2 separate regions of the Zea mays genome follow, and region 1 is linked to region 2. The links are chromatin contacts, called in public Hi-C maps. All regions are on one chromosome and are shown on one strand. Each heading gives the region's core, a stretch centred on a gene start, on an enhancer-like site or on the middle of the called end of the contact. The rest is flanking DNA. Distances are from core to core; before and after follow the strand shown.

Region 1 (5,327 bases), core at 1,501-4,000, 180 kb before region 2:
TAAACTTCTTTTGGCATCTTTGAAATATTAACAAAGACAATAAATTTATTTTGACCTCTACAACAAAATAATAGAAAGGGGGTTGTAACACAAATCTTCCAAGTTTAAAGCATCAAGTGAGTCAAATTACCTCTTCAGTTTCCTGGAGAAACTTTAGATAATATGAGTGGTATGGATTAGAAGACAGAAGAAATGGAAACCTCCCAGTTGTTCTGTCTTGCTCAATCAGTTTTTTCTCGAACTCCTTCCCATTTGTCAGAATGAACTCAATTATTTTCTCCATTGTGCGTTTCATGAAAGATGGTGGTTCAAGGATCATTTCTTTTATTTCTGATAAGCCTGAATTGGTATGTGATTTGGAAGTACTTGATGCTATAATTGCGTCATTAACCTTTTCATGCTGAACAGCAACCATGCTGTTGCCAGTAAGAATCTGATTCTTCTTCATCAATATTGTTTTTCTTTTAACTGCAGGAGGAGCATTCTGATTTTTGCCTATTTCTTTTTTGTCAGGCATAATTGATGCAGATTTTACATGGCCCTGCACATCAAGAGTCATGCTATTTTCAGGATTCATGCCTTCCGAACTACGCGGGAGTGTGCCTTCATTCTCGTCTCCTGAGTCATATGTGGTCCCAAGCAATGATAAAGCCCCGCCAGATGAAGCATGCTCATTCTCAGTATTGCCTTTATTCGTGCCAACAGCATCAGCACCATCCTTCAGCAGTTGAGGATGATCAACAAGGTAGCGGAAGTAGCTGTGGAGATGATGATCAGGCATCAAGAATCCAAATGTTGGATTATCTCCTTGTTTCACCCTCAATACAATCTCTGATTGTCCCCCATGCTCGCTGACAAATAAGGCTGTCCTTGCAATTATCTGATGCACCTTCTCAGAAGGAGGCTGTAAATTTAAAACATGGGAGCAAAAAAATGTCTCAGCAATGGCTAGAGAGCACACAAACACAAATTATGTCAAACTGAATGAATTACTATATAAGAAAACTGGTATATCGTAAGACAGCCATCCCATCATTTTTGTTATAGGTAGCACTTGAATCATTCTAATCCCACCTGCCTATATTCCTTACGTCAAGATACATTGCAAGGAAACAATGTGCATCACTAGTAGGAACTTCATCTCTGCTCCAACCATCTGAAACAGGCATTTAATCCTTAGAAGAACATATGCACCTTGAACAGTTATTGCTGGATCAACTGAAGAATATTAATAACAGGGTAGAAGAAATAAATTTCTAACATATCTGGAGAGAAAATAGTTAAAAGTGAGAGTTCAAAGCTTACACTAACCAGCTTATTCAACAAGCTTTCTGGCACATAAAATGATGGGCGATAGCACAAGTTCGAAGAATTTGGTTCATCTGAACCAGCGGGATATCCATACGAGAAAGGAACAACATTATAATCAGTCTGTCCAGTATCTGACCCATTTCCTAGATAAGCAAAAAAATGTCAGCTAAAGGATTGTTATATAGTAAATAACAGAAATAGGAGTAGGGAAGAAAAATGCAGGCACAAATTCCATCTGCCGAGCAACAGAAGAAAGTCCCTTACTTGAAATGATTAAAGATGCTCATGAACTAGTCAAAGCATCCTTCCTGCAAACTTAAAAGTATACAATGGAAAAAAATATGTACAATGAACACTGCTAAATTTAAACATGTGGCAGTGATACTGTTATTTGGATACGATTGGATATTCTATGAACCTTGTTTGTTTGCAAGAAACAAACAGTTACTACAACGTTAGTCTGCTGCTAACCAAAAAAATCAAACAGCAGAGAAGAGATCAGTACGTGTGAGGTCATATACAAGGGAGTAATATCTGAAAAATTCCTTATACAGTTTGGCTCAACAGGGCTGCGACCATACCACTGAAATCCCAACCAATTAATAGACTTATTTTGAATTTGTACTTGATGCTTCATTGAAATGAGTCTGAATAATGTAGGATTATGACTCCTTAAAACATGGTCAAACATATAAGAGGGCAAAGTCAGCAGAGGTACATCAAAATGTAGAACGGAACAAACTAAACTTGAGCTCAAGTATATCCACAAAGGATAAGGCAGAAGCTGACAGTTACAGATACGAGAGGCGAGAAGAGAGGAGAAGAGAGGCGGCGCGAAAGGAAGATTCATTTATACCTGAAGGAGCCGCATCCCCAGAACCCTCGTATTCGCCGTCGCCAGCCGGGAGGTCAAGGTAGCGCTCGCGATCGAGCTCGGTCTCAGAGACGCCGTCAGGGGAGGGCGCGGAGAGGAGGGCCATCGAGTAGGCGCGGTGCGGGCGAGGGGGCACGCGGTCAAGGAGGTGGCGGACGTCGTGGCGGTCGAGGAGGAGGTCTGCCGCGCCGACGGCCGCCCAGGGGACAAGGGAGACGCCGGAGTTGACGAGCTCCGCCGTCGCGTCGTCGTCGAACAGTAAGGCATGCCGCCCAACGATCTCCAGATCCATGGCTGAACCGTTGAGGTAGCACAAGTAGGTTGTCCCGGCCTCGGCCTTTTTACTCCGCGAGAAAGCGGCGAGCTCGGGAACCTGGAGCTCGGCGGAGCGCTTCTAGGGTTTCGATTGGAATGACCCGACTGAGATTTGGGGCGGCTGCCGGTGTTAGTACGCTTATTTTGGACTTAAAAAGTCCATTTCACCCACATCAACTATCGTATGTGGGTCAGGGTAAACCGCGCCTGAGCCTACGAGTGCAGGTCGCTGTTCGGCTCGACGAACTTGTCAAGGCCTTCTCTGGAAATTTGTACGTACGTCTGCCCTGAGAACTTGTGGGATCTTCAGAGCTGCCGCCAGCAGCCAGGGAAATCCCTGTGAAAGTACATCCGGTGGTTTTTAAAGCAGTGGACCGAGTTGCCCAACATCACCGACTCGGATGTCATCGGAGCCTTCCTCGCCGGCACCACATGCCGGGACCTGGTGAGCAAACTAGGGCGTAAGACACCCACCAAGGCGAGCAAATTGATGGACATAGCCACCAAGTTCGCTTCTGGTCAGGAGGCGGTCGAAGCCATCTTCCGGAAGGACAAGCAGCCTCAGGGAAGACAGAAGGAAGACGCCTCCGAGGCGTCCGTCCAGCGTGGCACGAAGAAGAAGACCAGGAAGAAGGCGCAAGCGAAACGCGACGCCATTAACGCGGATCTCGTCGCTGCTGCCGAGCACAGGAATCCTCAGAAGCCTGCCGGAGGGGCCAACATGTTCAACAAGATGCTCAAGGAGTCGTGCCCTTATCACAGGGGTCCCGTCAAGCACACCCTTGAAGAGTGCGACATGTTCCGGCGTTACTTCAATAAGGCAGGACCCTCGGCAGAAGGTGGCAAGGACCAAGGCAACAACAAGAAAGGGGTGACAAGGAAGAGGAGTTCCCGGAGGTCCACAACTGTTTCATGATCTACGGCGGACAAGTAGTGAGTGTCTCGGCTCAGCACCGCAAGCAAGAACGCCGGGAGGTCTGCTCGGTGAAGGTAGCAACGCCAGTCTATTTAGACTAGTCCGATAAACCCATTACCTTCGACCAAGGCGACCACTCCGACTGCGTATCGAGCCCAGGAAGATACCCCTTGTCGTCAACCCCGTCATCGGCAACGCTAGGCTCACCAAGGTCCTCATGGACGGAGGCAGCAGCCTCAACATCATCTACGCCGAGACCCTAGGGCTCTTGGGGGTCGATCTGACCGCGATCCGGGCCGGTGCGACACCTTTTCACGGGATTGTCCCCGGTAAGCGCGTCCTGCCCCTTGGTCAACTTGATTTGCCCGTCTGCTTCGGAACTCCCTCCAACTTCCGAAAGGAAACCCTCACTTTCGAGGTAGTTGGATTCCGAGGGACCTATCACGTGGTGTTGGGAAGGTCGTGCTACGACAAGTTCATGGCCGTCCCCAACTACACGTACCTCAAGCTCAAGATGTCAGGCCCCAAGGGAACCATCACCGTCGGATCCACATACCGCCACGCTTACAAGTGCGACGTGGAATGTGTGGAGTACGCCGAGGCCAGTGCCGAGTCTGAAGCCCTCATCGCCGACCTGGATTGCCTCTCCAAAGAGGCGCCCGACGCGAAGCGGCACGCCGGCAACTTCGAACCAGCTGAGGCGGTTAAGTCCGTCTCTCTCGACCCCAGCAATGACGCCGGCAAGAAAGTCAGGGTTGGCTCCGAGCTCGACCCCAAATAGGAAGCAGTGCTCGTCGACTTTCTTCGCGCAAACGCCGAAGTTTTTGCGTGGAGTCACTCGGACATGCCAGGCATACCGAGGTATGTCGCCGAGCACTCACTCGACATCCGAGCCGGTGCCCGACACGTGAAACAGCACCTGCGCCGTTTTGATGAAGAAAAGCGCAGGGCCATAGGCGAGGAGGTCCACAAGCTAATGGCTGCAGGGTTCATCAAAGAGGTATTCCATCCCGAATGGTTAGCTAACCCTGTGCTTGTAAAGAAAAAAGGTGGGAAATGGAGGATGTGCGTAGACTACACTAGGTTAAATAAAGCATGTCCAAAGGTTCCCTACCCTCTGCCTCGCATCGATCAAATTGTGGACTCCACTGTTGGGTGCAAAACCCTGTCTTTCCTCGATGCCTATTTAGGCTATCACCAAATCAAGATGAAAGAATCCGACCAGCTCGCGACTTCTTTTATCACGCCTTTTGGCATGTATTGTTATACTACTATGCCATTTGGCTTGAGGAATGCAGGTGCAACATACCAAAGGTGCATGAACCATGTGTTCGGAGAACACATCGGCAGAACGGTCGAGGCTTACGTCGATGACATCATTGTCAAAACAAGGATAGCCTCCGACCTCCTCTCTGACCTTGAGATAACATTCAGGTGTCTAAGGGCGAAGGGCGTAAAACTCAATCCCGAGAAGTGTGTCTTCGGAGTCCCCCGAGGCATGCTCCTAGGGTTCATCGTCTCCGAACGAGGCATCGAGGCTAACCCGGAGAAAATCGTGGCCATCACCAACATGGGACCCATCAAAGATTTAAAAGGAGTACAAAGGGTCATGGGATGCCTTGCGGCTCTAAGCCGCTTCATCTCGCGCCTTGGCGAGAAAGGATTGCCCTTGTACCGCCTCTTAAGGAAGACTGAGCGCTTCACTTGGACTCCCGAGGCCGAAGAAGCCCTCGGAAACCTTAAAGCACTCCTTATTAATGCGCCCATCTTGGTGCCCCGCTGTGGGAGAAGCCCTCTTGATTTACGTAGTCGCAACCACTCAAGTGGTCAATGTCGCGGTCGTAGTCGAGAAACGAGAAGAGGGGCATGCACTGCTCATCCAGAGGCCGGTCTACTTCATCAGCGAGGTGC
Region 2 (5,760 bases), core at 2,243-4,742:
TGTGTGGAATCTCTTATATTTTTCTTGCTTCTGGAATACTTACTTCCCCTTGTCAACAAGCTGCCGTGATCCAATTCGCCTCACAAGCATAAATCTTTACACACACAGGCCCTCACGACGTATTGGTGAAGGATCCCAACGGGGCATACTCTCAGCTCATCAGGCTACAAGAAACGCGTGCTGACGAAAGGCGCAAGACAGCAGACTCTGGGTCTGGGGTCCCAGATCACTCCAGATCAAAGAGCACCAGCCTGTCGCAGTCGCTCGCCAGGCGGTCACTACTGAACAAAGACTCCTTCGGTAGCAGCAGCAGCAACAGATACTCCTTCAAGAACCCCCTAGGATTAGCGGTCGATTTACACGAGGACAGGAGTACCATAGGCGGGGAGAAAACGGAGGAGCTCTCCGACGTTGTGGTGGTACCAAAGAAAGCACCCATCGGACGGCTCTTGAAGCTCAGCGTGCCAGAAGCGCCGGTCCTTCTGCTAGGCTCCGTGGCAGCGTCGGTGCATGGCGTCGTCTTCCCGCTGTTTGGTTTGCTCATGTCGGGCATCATAAAATCGTTTTTCGAGCCGCCGGATAAGCTGCGAGAGGACAGCAGCTTCTGGGCGCTGATAGCCGTCGCTCTGGGCGTCACGTGCTTGGTCGTGGTCCCAGCGCAGTACTTCCTGTTCGCGGTCGCCGGGGGCAAGCTGATCGAGCGCATCCGTGCCCTGTCGTTCCAGAGCATCGTGCGCCAGGAGATCTCTTGGTTCGACAACGCCTCCAATTCCAGGTAGGACTAGTAGGATAAAGATTTGTTATTTGTTCATTTTCCAATGCATATATATATATATATATATATATATATATATATATATTTGTTTATCGTTCGTTTGCATGCAGTGGAGCGCTTGGTACGAGGCTCTCGGTCGACGCGCTAAACGTCCGGCGCCTAGCAGGAGACAACCTGGCCCTTATAATGCAGTCCATAGCTACACTGGTAACTGGGTTTGCCATAGCTTTCGCGGCAGACTGGAGACTTGCCCTGATCATCACGTGCGTGATTCCTCTGGTGGGTGCGCAGGGTTACGCCCAGGTGAAGTTCTTGAAGGGATTCAGCGAAGATGCTAAGGTGACGCATAATAATAGCAGCTGCAAAATATTTGCTATGATCCCTGAGCTGCCTATCATGATGGCGTGGCTTCACTTCACTAATCACTACGCAGGAGATGTACGAGGATGCAAGCCAAGTGGCGACTGATGCTGTCGGCAGTATCAGAACCGTGGCGTCGTTCTGCGCAGAGAAAAGAGTGGTCGCAGCGTACAGCGACAAGTGTGAGGCTCTGAGGAAGCAGGGCATCCGAAGCGGAGTCGTCGGAGGGCTTGGTTACGGCTTCTCGTTCTTGATGTTGTTCTTCACGTATGGCCTTTGCTTCTACGTCGGTGCGCAGTTTGTGCGCCAGGGGAAAACTACCTTTCCAGATGTTTTCAAGGTAAGATAACCAATAAAACATTCACCTTGTAAATTATTCACTTGCTGATGGCATGTTCAAATGTACTAGAGCTCTAAAGTTATTTAGAGAAATTAAAACGATCCAACTAACGGTTAGTTCTGATGTTTTCCCATTCATTGAAACTAGGCCTGACTGTCCGTATGTTTTTCCAGGTTTTCTTCGCGTTAGTTCTGGCAGCTATTGGAGTCTCGCAAGCGAGTGCGCTGGCTTCTGATGCGACCAAAGCAAGGGACTCTGCTATTTCCATCTTCAGCGTTCTGGACAGGGAGTCCAAAATTGACTCGAGCAGCGGCGACGGGATGACGCTGGAGGTTGTCAGTGGCAACATCGATTTCAGCAACGTCAGCTTCAAGTACCCACTGCGTCCTGACGTCCAGATATTCAGCGACTTCACCTTGCGCATTCCATCTGGAAAGGTACAGTTAGCCCCTGCAGCCATTTACCATCTTGTGGAATGGAAATGATTGGACGCAATGTTTCCCTTCTTTTTTCTTCTTTTTGTCTGCAGACAGTGGCGCTTGTCGGAGAGAGTGGCAGCGGCAAGTCGACGATAATCGCTTTGCTGGAGCGTTTCTACGACCCAGATTCCGGTAGAATATCCCTGGACGGCGTTGAGATCAAGAGCCTAAGAGTGAGCTGGCTAAGGGACCAGATGGGGCTGGTAGGGCAGGAGCCGGTGCTGTTCAACGACACGATCCGCGCCAACATAACGTACGGGAAGCACGGCGGCGCCACAGAGGAAGAGGTGGTGGCGGTAGCCAAGGCGGCCAACGCGCACGAGTTCATATCGGGCCTGCCCCAAGGGTACGACACCATGGTGGGCGAGAAAGGGATCCAGCTGTCCGGCGGGCAGAAACAGCGGGTGGCGATCGCCAGGGCCATAGTGAAGGACCCGAGGATACTGCTCCTCGACGAGGCGACCAGCGCCCTCGACGCCGAGTCGGAGCGCGTCGTCCAGGACGCGCTGGACCGCGTCATGGTCAGCCGGACCACCCTCGTGGTGGCGCACCGCCTCTCCACGATCAAGGGGGCCGACGTGATTGCTGTGCTCAGGGAAGGCAAGATTGTGGAGAGAGGAAGGCATGAAGCCCTCATGCGCATCAGCGGCGGAGCCTATGCTTCCCTTGTTGAGCTCCGCTCCAAGACTGAATAGCACTGGTGTATCTTTATAGAGTACAGTTTGTGCATTTATTTATACAAGTATACTGTTTTTCCGCAACCCAATTGTTCGTAACTTTTACAAGTTGAAATGAAAATTACGCGGTAGGTGAAGGGACCGTATTCAAATGCGTCACGAATAAACCATAAAAATATAAAATCGATTTTATATGAGGGGGCTGTTAATTTTATACGAGCCTGGATTGGTGCGGGTTTGCTGAGAATGGGTTCTAACCCACACCCCCACACTTACATGTAAGTGAGTAACTTTTAAGCTATGGTACATACGTAAATCTTCTTAAATATTCAATACAGCTTAATCGATTCTCAAACTAAGTCATTCCCAACCAAACATGGTAAATTTAAAAAAAAAAGATATGGAAAAAGTAAGACCGACTAGATTACTAGCCATATAAAACCGTTACAAGACCTAGAGTTTTCAGTTCCTATTGTTGAAGAACAAAGGATGGCAGTGATCTCATCCAGAGATAACAAGATGACTCTACAAGATTAGCAGTTACTAATCACCCTCTAGTCGTAATTAGCCATAATGTAAACGTGATCAAAGCCGAACGGATGCACTGGCGCGATGTCGTCCGTTTAGTATGTATATATTTATGTATTGTTAAAGGTTCTTTTTAGAGGAATATACTGGCTCTGATTTTGGGCTCAACTCCAAAAAAGTGAAGCTGATGATGTCTTGTTGAAGAATGCTTGTCGCCAGTTAGAGACGAGTTATTTGGAGCTGAGGTATCCCGAACGGCGGGCTTCGGAAGTTTGGTACCCCCAACCTTGCAATTGGAATCTTAGTATTATAATAGCCTTCCGTTTGAAAATTTGTCATCGTGGGCACTTTTATCCATCGCCGGCTGCTGTTACGTTGAAGATTTGGATTTCCCGTTCGTCAAAACGGATCGGGCTTCCTCTATTCTTCAGAACGGATCGCGAGCTCGCTCCTTTCTTCCTCTCCCTCTCTGTCTGGCTCCCCGACTGCTCCCAGCGCTCATCGAGCTCGCCAGTCTGCGGTGCTCCTCGTCGAGCTCGCGAGTCTCCTACCCGACGGTCTTGGTCCCTCTGCCCGGCGCTCCAGGTGAGTAGCAGCTCTCTCTTTCTCTGGCGCCCCTTTCTCAAGTGCTCTTCTGAAAACTACATTCTGAAAAGTTTCATCTAAAAATTACATTCTGAAAAGTTTCGTCCTCCTGTTCGCCGGCTGCTGTTACGTCCTCCTGTTCTCCAGTTTCATCTAAAAATTACATTCTGAAAAGTTTCAGTTCAGTTCAGTTTTTAGTCTCTGTTTTTAGGATTTAAGTTAAGTTTCAGTCTCAGTTCAGTTTTCAGTTTCTGTGTTCAGGTGTTTTCAGTTCATTAGCAGTTTCAGTTAAGTTCACCTTTCTCCTGGCGCCCCTTGAGCAGCTCGTCGTAGGATCCTTCGCTGCGGCCATGGATAAATCACCAAGATCAATTCGTATCGGATCTGGACCTGCTAGGGCCGACACACGCAAAGATGTCGCAGAAGCTGCAGATGGGATTAGGCGCACATGCATCGTCGACACGAGCAAAATTGATTATGGCACTAGTAGATTACGTCCGCGCCATCGATTATGTAGCACACATGATCCGGTATGTTTTTACTGTAACTAACATAATGTCTTATTATGGTAACAGTCAATACTATAATGTGATATTAAATGTCATTATTCATTTGGTTGTAGGCGCAGAGATATAATCGAGTTTGGGATGGTCTTTTAGACGCCATTAGACAGATGCAGTTATCTGCCGATGAGTTGAGGAAGTTGAGCCGCCGCAATCATGTGCCTGAGTATTATGATATGGTGCACAAGAATTGCTTGATTAATGCCATGAGTGATGTTAGTGAAATTGCAAAAGGTCTAGACACTATGAGCAGGAATTTGGAGGAAGTTCTTATTGGTCCGCAACCTCTAATTGAGGATTACGAAGCCCTTGGAATGTACGATGATTTCAAATCTGATGTTCATTGTGATTGTTATGAGCAGTGTGGTTCGGATGAAGACAACTCTTCTTTTGACTCGGATGAGATCAATGATCGCCGTTTATCACATATGAATGAGCCTATCTGACCTATTTGTCTGTGAGAGAGTTGCCTATTGGACAATAGCCATGTTTTAATTTGATGTAGTATTCTATTGGCAATGTATTTTGTGAGACTTGTAGTTCATGATGTATTTTTAGTTCAACTTGGTTTCGGCCATAATGTATCTTGAACTTATACACTTATATTGTATGAAGCTTTTGTTCAGATCTTGTTTTTAAAATCAATTTTGTGGAATTTGTTGTTCGTTCCTCTACAAAAATGAATACTGGATACTGGAGATGGGTAACTAACCTGGCATTCTGGGTCACCAAATCTTACATTGTACTGAATAAGCCTAGGCAGCCCAGACTTCTTCTCGATCATAAGCCCAGCATATAATACACCAACAAACTTGCAACCTTCGGTTGACATTCCTTTAACAGTAGGGATAATTATACTTTCCATTACAGTGCGTTTGAGCTAACTGAAAATGCTAACTGAAAATATGGCTGAACTGAAATTCTTCTATTAACAAACTCTTGCCACGCCAAGCAAGAAAATAAAAACAAAACTGGCAAGATTTAGATGCAGATTAACTTAAACAGAAATGGCTACAGTGCAATTTAATGTATATCAGTCATAATTTTGCTTCCAGAGGGTATAAGCTTAGCAAGAAGGTCCATTTTTTCATTAATAAAAAGAATGAAGAAAAGCTGACAAAGTTGAGCCCGTAGTTAAGAACATACTTATCTTGCTTTGCATGCTCACGAGGCTCCCAAAACAGATACTCTTCCGAATTAGGAGTGGAGTGACTGGAAACATGAGAAGTCATTTTGAGGAGTTCGTTACCCCTCGATGGAGGTGATTCAGAACCTTGCCAGGATGAATTGTTCCCATGAATATGCTGGTCCATAGGCCCTTTTGCATGGGATGATGCTGGTACTAGTTGCTGAAGATTAGCTGATTCCTGTTCTTCTTCCACCTGAATATTTCTCAGAGAACATGGTCCACCTGAATTGTTCCCATGATATATTGTCATTTTTTTTATCACAC

The links. Hi-C and Micro-C count contacts between places; a contact is called where the count stands out from the background.
Region 1: a Hi-C map of leaf shows a contact between it and region 2, with 4 times the contacts expected there. The contact joins the promoter of LOC100383427 here to the promoter of LOC103636201 in region 2. A contact is called at or near these places in 2 of 25 Hi-C or Micro-C datasets (both in leaf).

The regions. Positions count from the first base shown.
Region 1 is chr8:156,848,832-156,854,158 of Zm-B73-REFERENCE-NAM-5.0, reverse strand. It overlaps LOC100383427 (SWAP (Suppressor-of-White-APricot)/surp domain-containing protein), which reads right to left and starts at 2,750. Exons shown (of 3, transcript NM_001176078.1): 1 at 2,168-2,750; 2 at 131-1,454. The coding sequence starts at 781.
Region 2 is chr8:156,672,251-156,678,010 of Zm-B73-REFERENCE-NAM-5.0, reverse strand. LOC103636201 reads left to right here and starts at 3,492. Exons shown (of 3, transcript XM_020542459.3): 1 at 3,492-3,744; 2 at 4,068-4,274; 3 at 4,367-4,915. The coding sequence starts at 4,095. The coding sequence ends at 4,753. It overlaps LOC103636202 (ABC transporter B family member 4), which reads left to right. Exons shown (of 12, transcript XM_008658553.4): 8 at 109-775; 9 at 886-1,114; 10 at 1,209-1,475; 11 at 1,649-1,912; 12 at 2,005-2,825. The coding sequence ends at 2,649.